Regions from separate parts of the Mus musculus genome. Here regions 2 and 3 are each linked to region 1. The links are chromatin contacts, called in public Hi-C maps. All regions are on one chromosome and are shown on one strand. Each heading gives the region's core, a stretch centred on a gene start, on an enhancer-like site or on the middle of the called end of the contact. The rest is flanking DNA. Distances are from core to core; before and after follow the strand shown. Region 1 holds the start of Oma1 (OMA1 zinc metallopeptidase). Region 2 overlaps 4921539E11Rik (RIKEN cDNA 4921539E11 gene). Region 3 overlaps Slc35d1 (solute carrier family 35 (UDP-glucuronic acid/UDP-N-acetylgalactosamine dual transporter), member D1).

Region 1 (3,160 bases), core at 218-2,717:
CTAGAAGGGTGTGTCACTATACCCAGAAAAATATCACTATCTTTAAATGAAGTTAAGTATTGGTAAGTTACCATTAATTATAGCATACTGAATACTCACCCCAACCCCCTTCCCTTCCTTTTGGCTTTCTCTATCTATCTAATTCTCTTCTTACTTTTGTTGTGTTGTTGTTGTTGTTTTTTGTTGTTTTTGTTTTTTTAGGTTTTAAGACAGAGTCTTACTCTGTAGACCATGCTGACCTGGGATTGACCATGGAATCTGCCAACCTGGTTTTGAATTCAAAGTCATCTTCTGGTTTCAGCCTCTTAAATGGTAGAACTGAAGAGATAAACCACCATGCCCTCGTTTGAGTTTTAAAATGTTTAAGTTCTCTAGGGTTCTGTCTCCCAACTTCTATTTTCTCTTAACCCATCTACCCCTTTCCTCAATGGTACCCAAGGTCTGACTCATCTCTTCCTTACTGGTGACTCTGCTAGTTATGTTCCCAGCTCCCATTGGGTTGTAGAACCATGTTCACTCTATGACTGCTTATAAATATTTCCACAGCCCATCTAGCGGATGTGATGGATTGAATACGCCTAAACCTTCAGTGTAGTCATGCTCTCTGTCCACCTTTGTCAATCCCTGCTTCATGATGTCTTCCTTGCAGTAACCATATGATATTGATCACCACCATGAAGTGTCTGTCACACATTAGATAAATATTTGTTGAATACATAAATAGTTGAATACATAAATAGTATTTTTATCTTTAATGTGTGTCTTAGGTAGCCTATTAGAAAACCAGAATAATTCATATAATCACAAAGCATCTTTTTTTTTTTTGGCTCTGGTGGGTAGCTGCAGCTCCCACAGAATCATGCCTGCCAGTATTCACACTCCTTTGTAAAACATTCCCACAATGAAATCTGGTCTTAGGACACTCCAGGAGCTGTTGTCATGAATACTGCTGACCACTTATAAGTCTGGTGTCCTAGAGCGATCATGGTGAAACAGTCTTTCATATTTAGTCTTATTTTTATGCACCTTTATCTAGGACTGAGGGATGATTGTTAGTAAGTAATCGGGATGCTGGAGTTAATGTTATACCTACGATCAGAATGATCAGTGCAGCTTCAAGTCAAGGCATCATAGTTCTCCAGCAGCCCCTGGAATCGCTTTCCTTTTGGCAGAACTGGTGTAGAAACTACAGCAGGCACGGTTTTGCATGGATCCAACACAGCCATGCCAAGTACCAAGGAGGTGTAGAGTTCCTGGCAGGTAGCTTAAATCTGGGCTATCCTCCTCCCACCACACGGGGGCGAGACGGCGCCACAGTCCGTACAGCCGCAGCCGGCCAGGACTGGGACTGGGGAAACGGACTTGGCTCTCACAAGGGCGGAGCAAAAAGCGCCGGAGAGGTCCCCAGGGCAGGAAGTGAGGGGGCGGGGCTTGGGAAAGGTGTGCGCCTGCGCGGAGCCGGCTGTTGGATTCCGCTCGGGCTGTGGCTTCAGTGCGCGCTCACGGTGACGGCTCGGCGTTCTTCCAGAGCGGGGCGGGGAGGGCGGAGAGGGGAGCGGGGCCCGGGGGATTCGGGGACCGCGGTGGGCCTAGGCCGTGCCGGACGAGGCGAACGGCTCGGTGGGTGGAGCTTTCTGGAAGTTTGCCTCCCGCCTCGGGTGGTGGCTTCCTCCTAAGCGGCGCTTCCTCCAGGCGTTGCCGGTCTGGCCTGTGCGGGTCTCCCCTCCGCCTCGCCGCTCGTCCTTGTGCAGAGCGACACATGCTCTCCTGCCCCAGCTCGCAGCATTAGCGCAGTCGGAGCAGTTCCAGGGAGCTCATTGGTTTCCTCAAAAACTTGTATTCAAGGATCACTTGTTATAATACTTAGCACTCGCGGTGTGACGGGGAGCAACTGTGCTGGGGCAAACCTCCGCCAGAAATGTTAGTCCCAGCAGATGAAAACCCCACATTTGGAATTTAGGAGTTCATCGCCTCCTAGCGTCTCTCAAGGTCTTGGAGCCCTCTTAAAAGGATTTAACTTCATAGGCATCATCCCGAGCCAAGATGCAGGGGTGCGGTGTGACATTTGGAAGCTTAAGAGCCAACCCTGATAACTTACTTTTTTTTTTTTTTTTTTTTTTTAAGAAGCTGTCCATCATGTGTACTTAGCTGGAATGATTATTTTAAAGTGCATGTCCTATTTTTGCCAATCTGACAGCTGTTTCCATAGAAACTAGAGAAGAAATTGTAGTTTTCAGTAAGAGTTGTTAAAACTGTCTCCTAGCCATCAGCAGTGAGTGCGAGTGAGTGCGCACTACTTGCTCATTCTGAGATGGCACTTGAAGAACTAAGGGTTTGAAATGTTCTTAGAGGCTAGCAATCCAAATTGTGTAATTTTCTCACATCATTAATTTCCTAATCCTACAAGTCTGCCAGCTATGTTTGTTGGCCTGCCACAGTTCTTTGAAGAGCACACGTCAGTCCCAGTTCTTCTTAGGTGCTGTGTAGTGTAGTGACTGGCTCTTTGAAAATGTATAAACAGATTTCTTTCCCCATTAAAAACATTTTTTTTTTGAAGGATTAATCAGTGATTACGGATTAACAACTACGGTTTCTATTCTGGATGGCACTTGATTGCCAGTGTTAGAAATGCTAATGATTTTAATTATGTACCTAGTGTTTGGAGCTTTTGTTTTTACCTTCTATGGGTAGACTACGTTAAATATGTTTGCACCTGCTCTGAAATGAGCACTTTTCTCATGAGCAGATAGATCCCAGCAGTTCGAATAGGGTGCATGACATTTGGAAGAGAGTTTATTTTCTGAGGGGGGATATCTATACACTAGATGTTCTGTCATTTAGCAGTGGATGAAGGAGGCTTGGAGAAGGTGCCTTTGGAACTGGGAAGCTGGAAGCAACATTAGGAAGTTTATTGAAAAGCTCACAGATAACCAGTGGAAATTACAGAAGAGCTTGCTTGGCTTAGGATTCACAAAGTAACATACCCTGTAAACACTTAAATTGCCCAGAAAGAGGAAATACTGGATTCCTCATAAACACCGTTCTGCCCCCTGAATTTCACGTAGGCTTTTTATAAGACTTATATCTGTATCTATTCGTGTGTTTGTCTTTACTAGCTTTACTGATTGGGCAGGCATTTTTGTCTTGTCTTTGCTTTTTA
Region 2 (3,451 bases), core at 898-3,397, 64 kb before region 1:
TAGCAGCAGTTAGGTTAGAGTATTGCAGAACCTTCCTAGCTTAGTCTTGCAGCTTAAAATGCCAACCATGTCAGGAGCTAAAAGGGCTAGATCACACATGGAAATGCCCTATAGTTACTTAGGAGCAAAAGGGGTGCTAGACACCCCTACCTCCTCCACTCACCCCCATCCCCGCCAAAGAATTGCTTTATACACCCTGAAAGGGGAAACATCCTATGTTCATGAATTGGAAGAATTACTAATGTTAAACTGTGACCATACTGTCTAAAGCAACCTACAGATTTACCTTATTTAGCTCACAGCCATATCCTCCAAGTCTATGTATAAAACCCCCAAATTTTGTGCTACCACCAAAGTCCCTAAATGGCCAAAGAAATTGGCCTAAAGGAAGAGAAAAAGCTGGAAAGAGCAGAATACCAAAGTTCAAAACAAATCACAAATCAGGCACGGCAGCATACGTGCAATCCCAGGCTTTGGGGGTTGAGTGTTAGCACCTTGAGCCTAGTTTGGGCTACAAGAGAGCACCTGTCTTTTTTTTTTTTTAATTAGAATTATGGTGCAACTCTATACAGGCTTGCCTAACAAGAGCCAGGCCTGGGTTCCCTGCCCAGCACAAAAGGAAAGATTAAGCTCTATTGTTCTAGACCACAGTGAGGTGACTATAGTTACACATTTCAAAATAACTAGCAGAGAGCATTTGGAATGTTTCTCAACACAGAGAAGTAAATGTTTGAGGTGATGGATATACTAATTATCCTGATTTGATAATTATGCATTGTATGTGTGCATTAAAATATACATGTGTAACTGAATGTAGTTATTATGCACCAGTTAAGTCTATTTCAAAGAACCAGGCCCAAATAGATTGATGGATGAGTTCTTTCAAACTTTCATGTAGGAAACAGACAAACCAACTAACCAACCAACCACAAAAGGAGCCTGTGTCAATTAACTTAAACAAACAAACAACAAAACCCTTTTCAGTTGTTTACATGATCAGGTGTAGTCTTAACATCAAAGCCTGAAAAGATGATGTAAAAACCTACACTCTAATCTCATAATGTTAGGATTTTTTTTATAAGACATGTAGAGTGCTAAATAACATGCTAATTAACAGTATACATTTTTTTTTTTTTTTCGAGACAGGGTTTCTCTGTATAGCCCTGGCTGTCCTGGAACTTCAAATGAAGTTATATGAATGCAAGGTCTCTAAGAGATAATGTTTTTTATAATTCATTTCCCGGTGAGCTAAAATGGCAGGAAAATGATGTAATGTTTTGGTTACTGTTTCAGTATTTGCTTGCTTGCATGCTTGAGAAAGGGTCTTCTTGTGTGACCCAGGCTGGCTTTGCTGTTGCAGTCCTCTTGCCTCTCCTGTGCTGGGATGACAGGCAGGTACCACCACGCCAGGTCCAACATACTATAAATAGTATACTCAATAGCAACAATACTATAAATGGGTCTGTGTTTAGATGAAACCACTATTACAAATAGAACCACCATAAATCTATACGATATAACTATTTTAACACAATTTTAAAGTTTATGACTGTAAAACTAACAACCAATAGCGTAGCTGAGACAATGAACCCAGTAGTCTATGAACTGCTGAGACTGACACCCAACTGGGTCTATGACTGCAGCTCCTTGAGAGACTAAGGTTGGAGGATCACAATTTTGAAGCTACCCTGGGGCAGCATTTTATTCATGTTATTAGCCTCAAAACAAAAAGTAAAAGAGGGTGTGTGTTTGGGAGGTGGGGTCTAGACCACTGGTAGAGCACTGCCTAGCATGTGCAAGTCCATACATTCAACCCCTAACCCATGCAAAGAAAGAAAACAAAGAAGAAGAAAGCGACATCCATCATTGCTTATGAATTTTTAGAAAGGATAGAATAATGAACTAGAAATAATGATGGAACCTGTACACTCAAGAAAACACACACTCACACACTCACAGAGAGAGACAGAGAGAGAGAGAGAAAGACACACACACAGAGAAACAGACACACACACACACACACACAGAGAGAGAGAGAGAGAGAGAGAGAGAGAGAGAGAGAGAGAGAAACAGAGACAGGCAGCACACAGGCACTTGTAAAAGAGAAAAGAAACTGAGCAAACACACCAAACCGAAAATGCCTTTGGCAATTCTGATTCACCATGAGTAAGCAGTCTCTTATCAGGAATGCCCTACCTCAGATAAGAAATAGCACACACACACACACACACACACACACACACACAGACACACACACACACACACACACACACACACACACACACACACAGACACACACACACACACACACACAAACACACACTTCCCTCTCTCTCTCCTCTCATTTAGCAGAGTGAAAGAAAATAGTGAGAAAGATAAACCACTGAATTCGGTCTCAGTGATTTGAAGAGAGTGAAGTTGGCGTTTATATGAGGTTTCACTGGACGGCAGGCTGCAGCTGGCCTTGAGCATACACCTGATAGTAAAGCCACTGGCCAGGAAAAAGCAGGACAGAGTTCAGGGCAACCAAAGCTGCTGGAAGGTGATGGGGGAAGGCTAGGAAGAGAAAGCCAACAGGACGGTTTCTGACCAAGTCTCTGGCTGACTCAGATCCATACCGTTTGGGGAAGACTATAGTCAGCCAGCTAAGATGGAAATAACTAAGCTAAAATACAAGCTGTTCTTTTAAGAGTATTTTGTCTTTTCAGTGCATCAAGGGGAACTGATAAGACAATGTTTTTTGAAGGTAGGGAACTGAATGTCCTAAATACAACAGTCATGACATTCAGCAAATCCAAGTTGATGTATAGAGAACCAGGAAAATGAAGTTTCAGTCAAAAAAAAGTTAAGTGAGGATAGCCCTAAGGGGATCCGGATAGTCAGAGATTTTAAATTTTTTCTTGTGTATAAAATAATGGGTTTCATTTTGACATTTTTATATGTGTATAACATGAATTTTGAACCATTCTACCATTACTCTCCATTGCTTTCCCTCTTCCACTTTCATTGATGCTTTCCCTCAACTCTTTAAAAAGTGAAAATTATAAGACTAAAAATAAGTAATACTTAGAATTTAAAAATATCTCTGGCTGAATTTAAAACAAAGAGATGTAAAAGCAAAAGTTTAGGAATTTACAGATAGAATACTGAAGTTATATATGTATATACACACACATGCACACACACACATACATATACACACATGTATGTGAATCAGAAATCTGTGGAACAATAACTATACACATGTCTGAGTAACAGAAGGAAAGGCCAGGGAGAATGAATTAGAATAATATTTGATGCGATGAGGCTGGTATGTTTGTTTATTTTGGCAAAACACATGAATAGTAAATTCTGGAAGCTTAGAGAAGTACATGAAGAATCAATATGAGAAGGACCATAAGTGGGCACAGAGTCAAACTGCTGAGACCCAGACATCATGGAAAGACTTTGA
Region 3 (3,187 bases), core at 626-3,125, 110 kb before region 1:
AGTACAGATGGCACAGTGATTACGAACTTCGTCATTCAGGGGAAAAAGTGTTCTAAACAAAACAAAGCTTCTACCTCTTGAGAAAACTGGTAAAGAGCGTTATGAAGAGGGTGGCCTGCCTGGTCATGCCATGCGTGGTACAGAACTGACTAGGAGCTGTGCACACACGTCTGTAGGCTTCAGTCCGCTCAGTGGCAGCTGGTATTACAGATTACACAAGATGCTTCCTTAAGTGTCATTCTGCTTTGAAGGAAGTTTCCAGTTCTACAAGCGCTGCTGGCCCAGTGCACGACCACAGGCCATTCAGACTTCCAATGCCAGGACTATCACACACTCAAAAAGCAAAGTGCAAACAAAGTAACCACTTCTGGAAACCAGGCACATGTGGTTTGGATGAGAAATTTTTGTTTTGTTTTTTTGAATAAGGTTTTTTGGTTAAATAAAAATATTTGAAAAAAAACCTTTGTTCTTTAGTTGCCTGAGTTATTTAAACTGGCCGAAAAGGGAGTGTCTATGAAGATGGCACTCATGAGCCCTCTGCAATGTGATCCCCTGCACAAAGGCACGCCAGCAAGAGTAGTCGCTATTCCAGCAGATAACACTACCTGAGAGAGACAGAGAGACAGAGACACAGAGACAGACAGCGACAGAGAGACAGAGTCACAGAAACAGACAGAGAGGGGAAGGAGAGAACATGATGGTGGAAGAGAGCATGTTAGGAATTTTCATAGGGAGTGAGGGAGAGTGGGCAATAGATATGATCAACATACATTATATACATTTTGAAACAGTCACTGAATAAGTGAAATATATAAATACACACTATATATTTAAGGAAGAAGAACAAGAATAATATCGTGTCACTTTGAAAACTATGGAGGAGAAAGCTTGAGTCCTTACCCAGCAGTAAACTGCCAGGAAACTTGCCAAGGCAGAAGGGTACTAGCAGGACAAATGATCTCCACAGTTCTCTCCCTATGAGGAAAGTTAGGCCAAGGGCAGTGGCCATAGACTACCCGTCGTATTCCACTCCATACTGTATAACCAGCTGCCCCCTTTCTCCCTCTGCACCCTGCTCCTGCCTCAGACAGGAAACTAGCTCCCAGACAGTTTCACTACTTTCCTCTCTGCTCTCAGGGCTCTAACCCTGTATGTGATACAAATCACACCCCACCTTACCTACTGAGTCACTGCTCCTATTTTAAAAGGAACACCCTCAAAGACAAAGACAGTTAAAGAATACGCAAACTGAGAAAGACCCATCCATATGTAGGTAAAGAATTCCTGATCCAACACACTTGTTTTACCAGAACACCAAAGCCTAAAAATAAGAGATGTATGTATGTATGTATGTATGTATGTATGTATGTATGTATGTGGAAGAAATACTATAGGATCTCAAAAAAATCAACCTGTGTGGTTCACAGAGTGATCCTAGGAAAAACAAAACAAAACAAAAACCTCAGTAAGTTGGACTAGAGAGATGGCTCAGGGGTTAAGAGCACTGACTGCTCTTCCAGAGGTCCTGAGTTCAATTCCCAGCAACCACATGGTGGCTCACAACCAGCTGCAACAGGGATCCAATGCCCTCTTCTGATGTGTCTCATAGTGTACTCACATATATAAAATAAACAAATCTTAAAAAACGATCAGTAAGTCTTAACAGACTAAGTAAGGAGACTAGAAGGCTTTAATCCTAAGCCATGAAAGTAATGCTTAGTAATTACTTAGACCTGGACAGCAACTTTCCCTTGAACTGAGGCAGGCCACTCAGTGCAACCTAGAGAAGCCATCAGTCAATGCACTGGGCGACCTACTGCAATGGCCTAGTGAGAGCCACAGCAGGGGCTTTCCTGCATAGGTAACAAAGAACACCCCGCAGTGCCGCCAGGAAGCTAGCAAGCCTTGCCACTCTCCGTGCTGGCTTTGTGCTGCAGCACTCCCTATTGGGGGCAGCAGTTCACAGCATGAACACACCTATCCTGACATTTTGGAAAGACACTAGTCAAATGATACCCACTCTGTTTTTACCCATGTTATTAAGTTTTTTTTTTTATTATTATTAACAGGAAGACAATTTCTGAACACTGCACAGACTTTTGGTGTTTTGAGACAGGGTCTCATATAGTACAGGCTCATCTCAAATTCACTGTGTAGCCAAGGATGAGCTGGGCCTCCTGGGCCTCCTGCTCCCACAATGGGGGCCTCTGAGGGCGTTTGTTGGTTGGTTGGTTGCTTGGTTTTGGAACAGTCTCACACTGCTAGCCAGGCTGCCCCCAAAGTCAGGCCCATCCTCTTGCCTCAGCCTCACAACTTCTGAGATTATAGATGCAAACCAAGCCTGGCTATGTTTTGGTTTTGGTTTTGAACTTTTTATTGATTCCTTGTGATTTTTCACATCATGCACTCCAATCCCACTCATCTTTCCCTCCCTCCATCCTTGCAACCTCCCTCCCAAAAGAAAATTAAAAATTAAAAAAGAAAACATCTTGCCATGGAAGCTGTGGCATGTGGCAGTATGGTGTGTCATAGTGTGTCATAGCGTGTCATGGCCTGTCCCACAATATATATACTCTTTGCCCAAATAGCTTTACTTGCAAATGTTCACTGTAATGAGTCACTGGTCTGGTTCAAGGCCCAGGCTTCCAGTGCATCATCAATACTGGATAATTACAGGGCTCCTCTCAGATATCCTATTATTGCCCTGTGTAATGGAGATCCTTTGGCTTTGGACCTGCAGGAGTGGCTCCTTCATAAGCTCCAGCAGTTCACAGATGGGGTAGATGCTGGGGTGGGCCAACTCAAAGCCCTGGATCTGTGCCTGGATGGTAGCTGAGTTGGTCAGCCTGCCAGCTCTCCTGAGCAGGAGCCACCAGGGCTAGCTCTACCATCCTCCTGAGTGCTGTAGTAGCAAGGGGTGGGGCCAGCTCTACCATACCACTCCAGCCAGGGGTGGACTAGTTCTCAGTTCTCTACACACATGCCACCAGGGCCAACTCTACCATGATGCTCAGATTTCCCAAGCACTGCAGCCATCGAGGGGTGGAGCCAGCTCACCCACACCCTGACACTAGGTCCAGTTCTACTCTGCTTCTCAGGTATATTTCTCTTCTGGCTGTATTTTTTAAAGAGTATTTTTGTAAGATGCATCTTTTCTAAAACTAAGTGCTAAAGTATATTGGTCCTT

What was found. A called contact is a pair of places that touch in the nucleus more often than the background predicts.
Region 2: a Hi-C map of liver shows a contact between it and region 1, with 4 times the contacts expected there. The contact joins the enhancer-like site here to the promoter of Oma1 in region 1. A contact is called at or near these places in 1 of 39 promoter capture datasets (epiblast stem cells), 2 of 484 Hi-C or Micro-C datasets (liver and nephron progenitors), 2 of 115 datasets of contacts at active chromatin or transcription factors (double positive thymocytes and intestinal villus epithelium) and 2 of 9 other capture datasets (adipose tissue and liver).
Region 3: a contact with region 1 is called in a Hi-C map of pancreatic cancer cells, with 2.4 times the contacts expected there. The contact joins the enhancer-like site here to the promoter of Oma1 in region 1. A contact is called at or near these places in 5 of 39 promoter capture datasets (the 3T3-L1 cell line, 3T3-L1-derived adipocytes, the C10 cell line and 1 more), 4 of 484 Hi-C or Micro-C datasets (B cells, Th2 cells, nephron progenitors and 1 more), 2 of 115 datasets of contacts at active chromatin or transcription factors (bone marrow-derived macrophages and regulatory T cells) and 3 of 9 other capture datasets (adipose tissue, liver and pancreatic islet).

The regions. Positions count from the first base shown.
Region 1 is chr4:103,312,379-103,315,538 of GRCm38.p6, forward strand. It overlaps Oma1 (OMA1 zinc metallopeptidase), which reads left to right and starts at 1,468. Exons shown (of 9, transcript NM_025909.3): 1 at 1,468-1,505. It overlaps Gm36523 (a long non-coding RNA gene), which reads right to left and starts at 1,344. Exons shown (of 6, transcript XR_867961.2): 1 at 1,094-1,344.
Region 2 is chr4:103,247,449-103,250,899 of GRCm38.p6, forward strand. All of the region lies in intron 5 of 4921539E11Rik (RIKEN cDNA 4921539E11 gene), which reads right to left. Among named protein-coding and RNA genes, the nearest start is that of Slc35d1, 34 kb to the left of the region's middle. Within about 2 kb of position 2,148, at least 30 of the 459 cell types and tissues checked have an H3K27ac peak or open chromatin away from gene starts, as enhancers often do. A contact at or near this core is called in intestinal villus epithelium and liver, where this site is marked.
Region 3 is chr4:103,197,391-103,200,577 of GRCm38.p6, forward strand. The region is part of intron 8 of Slc35d1 (solute carrier family 35 (UDP-glucuronic acid/UDP-N-acetylgalactosamine dual transporter), member D1); the gene reads right to left. Among named protein-coding and RNA genes, the nearest start is that of Gm46864, 16 kb to the right of the region's middle. Within about 2 kb of position 1,876, at least 20 of the 459 cell types and tissues checked have an H3K27ac peak or open chromatin away from gene starts, as enhancers often do. A contact at or near this core is called in pancreatic cancer cells and regulatory T cells, where this site is marked.